3 separate regions of the Sus scrofa genome follow, and regions 2 and 3 are each linked to region 1. The links are chromatin contacts, called in public HiChIP or PLAC-seq maps. All regions are on one chromosome and are shown on one strand. Each heading gives the region's core, a stretch centred on a gene start, on an enhancer-like site or on the middle of the called end of the contact. The rest is flanking DNA. Distances are from core to core; before and after follow the strand shown.

Region 1 (3,061 bases), core at 228-2,727:
TAAACCTACTTGCCCTTCATTTTTCAAAGGAACACTGACCGACCACATTCACAACTGCTGTCTGCAGGGAATGGCTCAAAGTCACCACCATGTCATCTGTCGCTCCCCCCTAGGCAGGCTCCGGAGAGTCAACAAGAAATTTTATTATTTATATCCATTCCTTTTAATTCTGTTATTAGCTCTCAAAGCCTTTAAATAGCAAATGTCAAATCACATGTAAATTGTTTGCTGTTTAGCTCCAAGTTCCAGGCCAGGCTATTTCAAATTCGATACTTTGCAAATGACAGTAAAGGGGGTTGCTTAAAAATTGTTAAAAAACACTTTTCCCCATATAGCTTCTGACCAAAAAAAGTCTAAAACACGGGGCTCTAATTCCCACTTTAAACTAATTACAGTTATTTTAGGCTAAAGTGTCAAGTGAACATTACTTATCAAAAGGTCCTCGGGTCTTCCATTCGCCTTGAACATTACCTTACCACGTACACATCAAATGCTCTGGCCATCTGGAAAATTAAAAATATAAGGCATCCTCACCCTAGTCACCCGCACAAGCCTCAACAGAAAACTAAAGGATCTCGGGTGGTAGCTTACACTTACCTCTCTGGGCTTTAGCAAGCGGTTTACTTAAAAAGATTTACTTTCTGGCAAAATGTAGGTCATTCTTAAATGCAGCTTAAAACTCTGGGCATCTTTGAGGAAAAAATGATGTCACGAAATGTGTCACTGCTCATTTATTTCCTATATCACTAAATTCTAATTAAGACACTCCTGATATCGACTCCTCGTACAGCAGCGTTTACACCATTTGGGGCCGCAAACCCAGACGTGGCCCGCTGGTAAGCTCTAGCTAAAAAGCACCCGTCTTTCATTGGGCACCGACATTTTTCTCCTTCGAAGACAAATACTTTGCAGACCTCGCACCCCTCTTTACAAACCTGCGCGGGGCATTCGGGGGGAGGGGGAGGCAAGACTTTGGTGGGAGCTGCTTCTCTTCAGCAGAGCGAGGGTTGACTGCAAAGGCGCAGGCTGGGTGCTCGAGCAATTTCCTGCCGATTTCAGATTCCACTTGGAGCAGCGTGGAGAGGAAGTCGGACTTCTTTTCCAGGCGGAGCCTCCACGTAGGACTTGGGGGAGCCCGCACTCGTGGGCCCGGGGCCGGGGCCGGCGAGGGCGCTCCTGGATCCCTGCGGGAGGCCGGCGGCCCAGCGCGGACAGGCGGGCCAGGGAAGGGGTGCCGGGAGCGGCAGGGCGCGCCGGACTCCGGAGAGGAGTCTGAGCCGGGAAGAACTCGCTCCCAGCGCTGCGGGATCCAGCCCCCGGGATGCCCTTGAACCCGCGGCGAGGAAGGCGGCCCGCTGAGCTCCGAGCGCCCCGCCGCCTCGGGCGGAGCCGGACGTGGGCCTCGCGCGCTCCTCCGCCTCAGCCGGCGGAGAGGTCCGGTCCGCGGCGCGGCGCTGGGGGCCCCATCCGGTCCCTCGGGTCGGCGTCGCTGCAGGCAGCGCATCCCACCCAGAGACCTCGAGTCTGAAAGCGGAGACCGAGGGTCGCCTGCGGCAAAGCTCGGCTTGCACATCACTTTCCGATTTGGAGAAAATGTCACAGGAGAGGGGGAAAGGGGAAAAAGGGGGGAGGGGAGGGAGAAAGAACCATAAATTCGAGTTCGAGGAGGGTGAGGGCCCGACCTACGCGCGGCTTCAGGCGGCGCGGCGGCGGGGGCGCCCGGGCGGGGATTCCCGGTCTCGCAGCGCACCCTAGTGGCCGCCCTGCCCCTCGCCTGCTCCCCGCGACGTTCGCTGGGTCTCCCCAGCTCATTACAATCCGCAATATATTATTTCTTCCAAAGTATTGACAATGTGTGAGACTCCAGTAACCCCGGAGCTCTTGTCTGTAATCAGCACATTTATTCACATTTAGGGAGAAGAATCCGAATTAAATCCCCGTGACCCAGATTGGGTTACAGTGTCATTTTCCCTGGATCCTCTTTTAAATCCACTCCACACCGCTTCTCTGTCTATTACATGCTAATTTAATTTTACTGTGGACGATATTTTCAGCATTTGCTGAGGACAGTAAATTTTGTAGTTTATGTTATTTCACTTTTTATGACTTTTTAACACTTAATAAAATTTTATTAGAGCACTTTTGTGTTTACAAGGCCACAAAACTCTTGGCAGGTTGTCAGAAGTCCTTTTTATTATGATCCTACTGATATACTGCGAGTAATGAAATAATCATGTCCAGAAATGTATCAAAGGCCAGAGGGATTATCCCACTTAATAGCTCCACAGATGCGCCCAGAAGAATGCGGACACGCGGCAGGACGGGCTGAGAGGCGGCTGCAGGAAGGAGGCAGCCCCCCGCGTCCGTCTTTACCATTTCGGTTGCTTTCCTAAAAGGCTACAGGCAGGGTCATGTGACTTTCTGCGGTCTCAATTTAAAAAAAAAAAGAGAGAATTTATTCTATTGCAAAATGTGCTTTTCTTTTTATTCTCCTTGTGTGGGCATTTAAGGCTGTTCTAGTGGCAGTGGGGCTGGCTCAGCATATCCGTGTCAGTCACTTTCTTCTCATTTCTAAGTGTACTTTTGTGGCATTTAAGCAGCCGATGGTGACACTGGTGTCGATCGGTGCGACTTCTCCAGTCCACGCCCGAGAGAAGGCATGGGGAGGGGCCCAGGAGGACTCCATACGTTTTAAGGAACTGCCCCCCTCCTGCCAAACTGCACCTTTTGCTGTTGCTTTTTGTTTTGTTTCTCAAAACAGGGGAATAGTGACTTGAGGACTCTGCTTTCTGCCTTGTACCAAAGAACCACAGTATGCTGCTTTTATTTTATTTTGATTTTTTTGGCTAAGACTTCCTGAGGACAGATATTGCAGCTTTTTCTTTTCTTTCTTTTTTTTTTTTTTAGAACTATTTCCTTCTCTTTTAAATAGATATATGATCATTTAACACACTGGTGTTAAGTTCATTCTTGCTGCAAAAGAAGGCCATTGCACTTCCTGACCCTGAAAGCAAGGTGGGTGGCTTTGTTTTATAATCAAATTTTCTGTCTCCAGCTTCAT
Region 2 (3,061 bases), core at 365-2,864, 180 kb before region 1:
AAGATTGTTTATAAAAGGGCTAATTGTTTTGGCTCATGAGTGGACTATTTATTGTGATTATTTATGCACTGCCGGGAGAACACGAGGTGCTTTCTACACAAACACAGGCTGTCTGTCAAGTAATACAGTTGAGCCTTGAGAGATGAAATACCAGGAGGCCAGTGTTACACTGATGCCCACGTGCACTACTGACTCTGACTTTTATGAGACAATCTAGGAATTCCTCATGCTCTTTGGGTCAGGCGTGAAAATCAAGTGAGACCATCTTTAAACTTTTGTGAGTATATAGTCAACCTTCTTTGTAATCTATTTAATTTCATTGACTGTCTTCCTTCTTCAGATTTTGCTTTTAATCCTCACCACAAGAGGCACCTCTCATCAAAATGTCCATTTTCATAAGAGCTGGGAGGAAAGCTTCCTAGAGGGGAGTGTCTGCTGTGAAGGAGGAAGCAGAGGGTTAGGGAAATCAAAACGCCAATCATCTGTGAAGTCTGCTGCTAGGGAGCAAAGCTATAAAAAAGGACAGAGTTTACTGCAAAAGGTTTCCCCCTGCTGGTAAGTCCCTGAATTGCACCACCATCTGCTCTGAACTCAGCTCCCCTCAACCCAGTAACCTAATGCAGCTGCAGGAGAGAGGCCTCCTTTCCCCAACACACAACTCTTAGTCCCAGACCCGCTGCAGATGTTTCTTTATGACCCGTCAAAATGTTTGCTAAATATCATCTGTTAATTTCCCAAACATCCTGGCTTCAGTCCTTTTATGTAAAACCTGATTCAAGATCTTAAAATAGATGATAGTAAAATAAAATATAAAGTAAAATACAAAAACATGAAGGTGCATTTGTCCTGGAACATCAACAGATTGTGCTGTTCAGTAGGATTCCAATTGCAAAGGACATTTCTTCATTTCTCCATAGTTCCACCACAGGCAGACTGATAAGTTGCTTGGTGACCATTCCTAGTCTTCAGCTTTTGGTCGTAACGTTTTAAAAACATTGCCATGTGTAGCGAGAGCTCCTGATCCCAACCTCAGTCTGTTGCAGGCAGGGTCAGTCTCCTCCCCAACCTCAGAGAGTACCTCAGTGGGACTTCAGAAGAGTTGTATGGGAGGCAAAGTGCTGAAATCAGCATCCCTTCATGGGTGAGGTCTGTAATCTCTCCTCTGAGACTGGTACCTGTCTCCATGTGATAAAGGAATCTCTGCTCCTCCTGAGGACTGTTTGCATGGTAAGATGGGATTCTTGGATGGAAAAGTGCTTAATCCAAAGGAAGGGTTTCCCAGTGGTGAACATTTTTATCATTTGGGGAAAGGGGAGTGGTGTAGCCCACCCATCAATCCTCCACCCGGGTTCCTCTACCACGCTGTGGATGGAGGATCAGTTACCATGACAACCAAACCTCCAGCAGTTGCTCTCAAGGGCCGGCAAGGCGAGCTGACATCAGGAGGTGGGAGGAAGTGGGGGCGGGGGGGGGGGAAGTCCGCTGGGCTCAGATCCTCGCCACACCCACGGGTCCCCTTCGCAGAGGGAAGTGGGGCCAGCTGCAGTCTGCTCCAGGAAGCTGGGAGCAGGCAGCTGGGCTGGGAACCCTTTGTGCTAAGGGAGGTCTGCGGAGACAAGCAGCCGCTGATTATAGGACATTTCATCAGAGCAGCTGCAACCGATCAGCTCTTGACTCAGTGCCTCTCAGAAGGTCCACCCTTTAGAAACTTCCTAAGCTGTGTGCATTGAACTTTATCCGAAAGTAGCTCTACTACTGTCGGAATTCTTTTAAAAAGAAAGGCAGCCTTAAACAATTTCTTTTTCCAAATGCCTGTGCGTTGGGGCAGGTAACTGGTTCTCGAAGTGTGTCTCTAGCCAGCAGCATTACTTCACCTGGAAATTGATGAAAATGTGATTGCTAGTGCCTCATGCCGGACCTCCTGAGCAAGAAATTCTGGGGTAAGACCCAGCAGTCAGGGCTTTCACAAGCTCTCTGGATCATTCTGCATCATGCAGATGTTTGAGAACCATGGTAGCTGAGGAGGTCATACTTTAATTAATATGGGGATATATAATGGGAAAGATAAGAAGCTGATCAAGTGGCACCCAAACCCTCCAACTAAGATGAGGTCAAAGGCAAGTTCTTGATCGCAGAGACTATTGGTTTCCCCTCCTTCCGGAACCTAAAGCACATCTTCAGTGTCCTGGTGAATAGTGCCTGCAGCTTTGATACTATTGTCATGGAAAACTATAATTTGTTTAATGATGAATGTTTTAGTGGAGTTTCTGAGAGTCCACCGTAGGGAGACGTGGGGAAAGCCAAATTGTTAGAGAGCAATTTTTAACGCTCTCTGTAAGGCTTTTCCAACCAGCTCCAGAAAGGAAGCCTTTGGCTTCAGTAACTGTGACAGCCCTTAGAAGACAGTTGTGTGGGGGAGTTCCTGTCGTGGCGCAGTGGTTAACAAATCCGACTAGGAACCATGAGGTTGCGGGTTCGATCCCTGGCCTTGCTCAGTGGGTTAACGATCCGGCGTTGCCGTGAGCTGTGGTGTAGGTTGCAGACGCGGCTCGGATCCGCGTTGCTGTGGCTCTGGCGTAGGCCAGTGGCTACAGCTCCGATTAGACCCCTAGCCTGGGAACCTCCATATGCCGCAGAAGCGGCCCAAAGAAATAGCAAAAAGACCAAAAAAAAAGAAGACAGTTGTGCGATGTGACCACAATGAACTATTATTAGGAGCCTAGTGCTTTTTTCACAGGGTATCATGATGTGTGTGCCTCTCTCTGGTTGGAAGGTGGTTTTGCACCTTATCTTTTCACCAATTTTGCAAAGTGCTCAGCACAGGCACAGTTTCCTCTTACTGGCCAGAATTTGAGTAACAGCCACCATTGATGGGAGACCCACTGTCTGAAGACAGATAACATACCAGTTTTTTTCCTGAATTCTCATCACATTCCAAAGGCAGGGACTTTTAATCTCTCCATTTAACAGGTAAAGAAAATAAGGCTGCTGAGAAGTCAGTCACCCAAATTCCCCATCACTCTAGGATTAGAACCCTGGGCAGTCTGACTCCAGAGACCTT
Region 3 (3,061 bases), core at 381-2,880, 150 kb before region 1:
GTTCCCATCGTGGCTCAGTGGTTAACGAATCCAACTAGGAACCATGAGGTTGCCGGTTGGATCCCTGGCTTCGCTCAGTGGGTTAAAGATCCGGCATTGCCATGAGCTGTGGTGTAAGTTGCAGACGCTGCTCGCATTCCGCGTTGCTGTGGGTCTGGCAAGCTACAGCTTCGATTGGACCCCTAGCCTGGGAACCTCCATATGCCACGGGAGTGGCTCTAGAAAAGGCAAAAAGACAAAAAGACACACACACCAAAAAAAAAAAAAAAAAAAAAAAAAAAAGCAAAATTTGGAAATGGAGATTCCGTTGGAGAAAATGCTGTGCGACTTCATTCCCTACTTTGGAAAACTTCTTTTCCATGTTCCTCATCCCACCACTGCATTATACACGTTAATAAGGAGCGTTCCTCTGCAAATCCCTGAACAGACAAATCGTTTCTTCTAATTTTGAAGCTGAAAGGTAACTTGGTCCAACGTCTGGATTTTACTGATGAAAAGAAGACCAGGAAAAGACCACGTGCCTCAGCCATGCTCTATTTTAAAAACGATTTATTTTAGGAGTTGAAGGGCTCATCTCCCAAAATGGAATGACATGACTCACCGAGCCCCTGCTACGCATCCTATTGCACCACAAGTGGCGTTGAAAATTCAAAGCCAGTGTTTAAACCTGAGTGGCCACACTTCTATTGCTCCTCCTCTTTCAGACCGAGGAAGTCGGGCTAAAGATGTTTCCAGCGATCTTTATTCGGGGTGGGGGGGTGGGGAGGTGTCACATTCGGCCTTTCCCCCTTGGTGGTATCAGCAAATGGGTCCCAAGTCTATAGGAATACCAGGCAGTTAGATGGCTGACACGGAGCAGAAGCAAGAGTGACAAGGGTAGAAAGCACTATGGTCCCAGGAAGTGGTTCTGAGTCTCTAGTGGAAAAGAACTTGTTTTTATCGCTCTTCCCTGACCCTTACATCACAGAACCTCTTCCAGGCTAGCCTGACACTCCACAGAGAAGCCGATGTGACTCTGAGGGGGTGTTGAGGAAGAGGGTCCCTGAGAAGGCTGGTGCGTCTCATTCTGTTTGTCACACCTCTAAACCCATTGTCTTCTACTGAAAGACTTGCTCACTCTTCTGTCTCCCCACAAGCACCCAAAGGCAGGGTTCCCCCGAAGGACACGTGCCTGCCTCTCCTCGGAGACAGCATGTGGCTTTGCACCGGGAACTTGTTGGGTGGCTCTCGGTCTCTGTTTCTGCCCGCCCCCCTCCCACGCCCCGTTCCCCGCACCCCGCCCCGCCCTTGCCCTCCAGCTCTGTTCTCTCTCCCAGGCACACGCCTCCCCGCCTTTAAGTGGCCCTCCCGCTGGCACTCCGCGCAGGTTTTGTTCGAGCTGTTCCCGGCCGCATCTCTCTGAGCCCAGGGGGTCTGCCTCGTGGCCTCGGCGCCGGGTGCCTGGCGGGACGCGAGCGCGTTGTGGGTTCTGCGCCGGCTGTTCAGTCGTCGAAGCCTGAAGATGCGGAAAGAGCAAGGCCTGCGGGCCCATGCAGCGTGAACATCCGCCGAAAAGACCGATTGCGATTCCGATCGCCGGGATGCCGGCTCTTCCCACTGCAAAGCAAAGGGATAGCTGACTCATCGCGCGAGTGCCGACAGCGGCCCACGCAACCTCCGCCCAGACCGGGCCCAGAAGCACCCACACAAAGGCCGCTCTCCCGGCGCGCGGAGCGCCCCCTGGCGGCGGGTCTCCAGACAGCAGCCCCAGGAGCTCCTGGCCTCCCAGGACCTCCCTGCAGCGGTGCTAGGACGCGGGGGTCGTGAGGCAGAAGCCGGGGTCACGTGGCTGGGGCTGAGCTTTCTCGGGCGCGCGCTCTCAGATGGTGCCCATTTTGACGTTCCTGTAATCCAGTCAGAAAAGAAGCCATTCACAAGCCCAGATCTCTTCTTCCCTGAAACAAAGAAGTGTGATTGTTCCTTCCACTTACAGGGTGAGAAGGGGTTCAGAGTTCACACTTCCGTCCTTAGGTTTGGGCACTAAGGATGGAGGCTGACTTTGTCAATTATTTGCTCCAGCTGGAAGCAGAGACTTAAAGCAAAACGCTTGAAGAAAAATTTCCTGGAAATGTATATGAATCCACTGGATATGGGGACGCGTTCCAGATGTTAGAGCGGCCTGTGATAGGCACACACAGAAAGGACCCATGAGATATAAACGAAAAAACAAAGACAACGAAAAACCCCTACCATCCAATAACCCCTGTGAAAATGCTGACCATTTTTATCAGTTCAAAAGTTGGGTCTTCTCCTGACTAGGAGAGAAGTGGCTCAGGGACCATTCAGAATCAGCCGGAGCCAAATGTGGGTGTCAGTCTCCAGGGATATCTGAGGTGCCTCCTAAGTAACCAAAGGCAGAGGAAGAACAGAACCTCCATCTGAGGGGTTCTGGCTTGTGAAATGACTCAACTTGTTTGGGGGAGTGAACTTGAAAGTGTGCAGCCCAGATGTAAAGTTTAAGATCCTTTCTGCCTGACACAGCTGTGGTCTCCAAGTTGCCTTTGGATGGAGTGTGGCCACACCCACAGCTGCAGCCAAGCAGTGCTATTTGAAACTCCCCCAGGGCCAACTGCTGTGAAAAGAACCGTTTATTACACAAAATAAAACAAAATGCCAGCTCATCTTTACAGTTTCACGGTCTGCCTTGGGGAAAAGAAAAGGAGTTTTAGTTTTCGGCCCTTGTGCACCAAGTGCCTTGTCCCAGGGCCAGTTCTGGAAAGCTCTGGAAAGTTCTTTGTTATGCTGTCGACTCACTGTCTGACCGTGGATGTAGTATTTAACTTGACCACTTCTCTTTCTGGGAAATGGGGAGAATGACGGCCATTTACTTCACAGGGATGCTGTAAAGGGCTCTGGCAATGAGGCTAGATTCAAATGACATACTTGATATATTATAATCATTTTTCTTTTGTCATTTTAAACAAATATGGCTGAGTTTGCACCAATAATTTCCCTGATATTAACTTTAGGAAGCTTATTCAATTGGACTTCTGCTTTTCAAGGACGGGTTTTCCAAGAAAAA

What was found. HiChIP or PLAC-seq counts read pairs in DNA pulled down with a chosen protein or histone mark.
Region 2: an H3K27ac HiChIP or PLAC-seq map of skeletal muscle shows a contact between it and region 1, with 9 times the contacts expected there. The contact joins two enhancer-like sites. A contact is called at or near these places in 11 of 47 Hi-C or Micro-C datasets (embryonic fibroblasts, epiblast stem cells, fetal heart ventricle and 7 more) and 1 of 2 datasets of contacts at active chromatin or transcription factors (skeletal muscle).
Region 3: a contact with region 1 is called in an H3K27ac HiChIP or PLAC-seq map of skeletal muscle. The contact joins two enhancer-like sites. A contact is called at or near these places in 5 of 47 Hi-C or Micro-C datasets (embryonic fibroblasts, epiblast stem cells, skeletal muscle and 1 more) and 1 of 2 datasets of contacts at active chromatin or transcription factors (skeletal muscle).

Annotation. Positions count from the first base shown.
Region 1 is chr15:82,425,489-82,428,549 of Sscrofa11.1, forward strand. No RefSeq gene overlaps it. Among named protein-coding and RNA genes, the nearest start is that of MTX2, 370 kb to the left of the region's middle. Within about 2 kb of position 1,478, at least 33 of the 83 cell types and tissues checked have an H3K27ac peak or open chromatin away from gene starts, as enhancers often do. A contact at or near this core is called in fetal skeletal muscle, retroperitoneal adipose tissue, skeletal muscle and 1 more, where this site is marked.
Region 2 is chr15:82,247,502-82,250,562 of Sscrofa11.1, forward strand. All of the region lies in intron 2 of LOC110257070 (a long non-coding RNA gene), which reads left to right. Among named protein-coding and RNA genes, the nearest start is that of MTX2, 190 kb to the left of the region's middle. Within about 2 kb of position 1,615, at least 12 of the 83 cell types and tissues checked have an H3K27ac peak or open chromatin away from gene starts, as enhancers often do. A contact at or near this core is called in fetal skeletal muscle, retroperitoneal adipose tissue, skeletal muscle and 1 more, where this site is marked.
Region 3 is chr15:82,279,756-82,282,816 of Sscrofa11.1, forward strand. No RefSeq gene overlaps it. Among named protein-coding and RNA genes, the nearest start is that of MTX2, 220 kb to the left of the region's middle. Within about 2 kb of position 1,631, at least 29 of the 83 cell types and tissues checked have an H3K27ac peak or open chromatin away from gene starts, as enhancers often do. A contact at or near this core is called in skeletal muscle and subcutaneous adipose tissue, where this site is marked.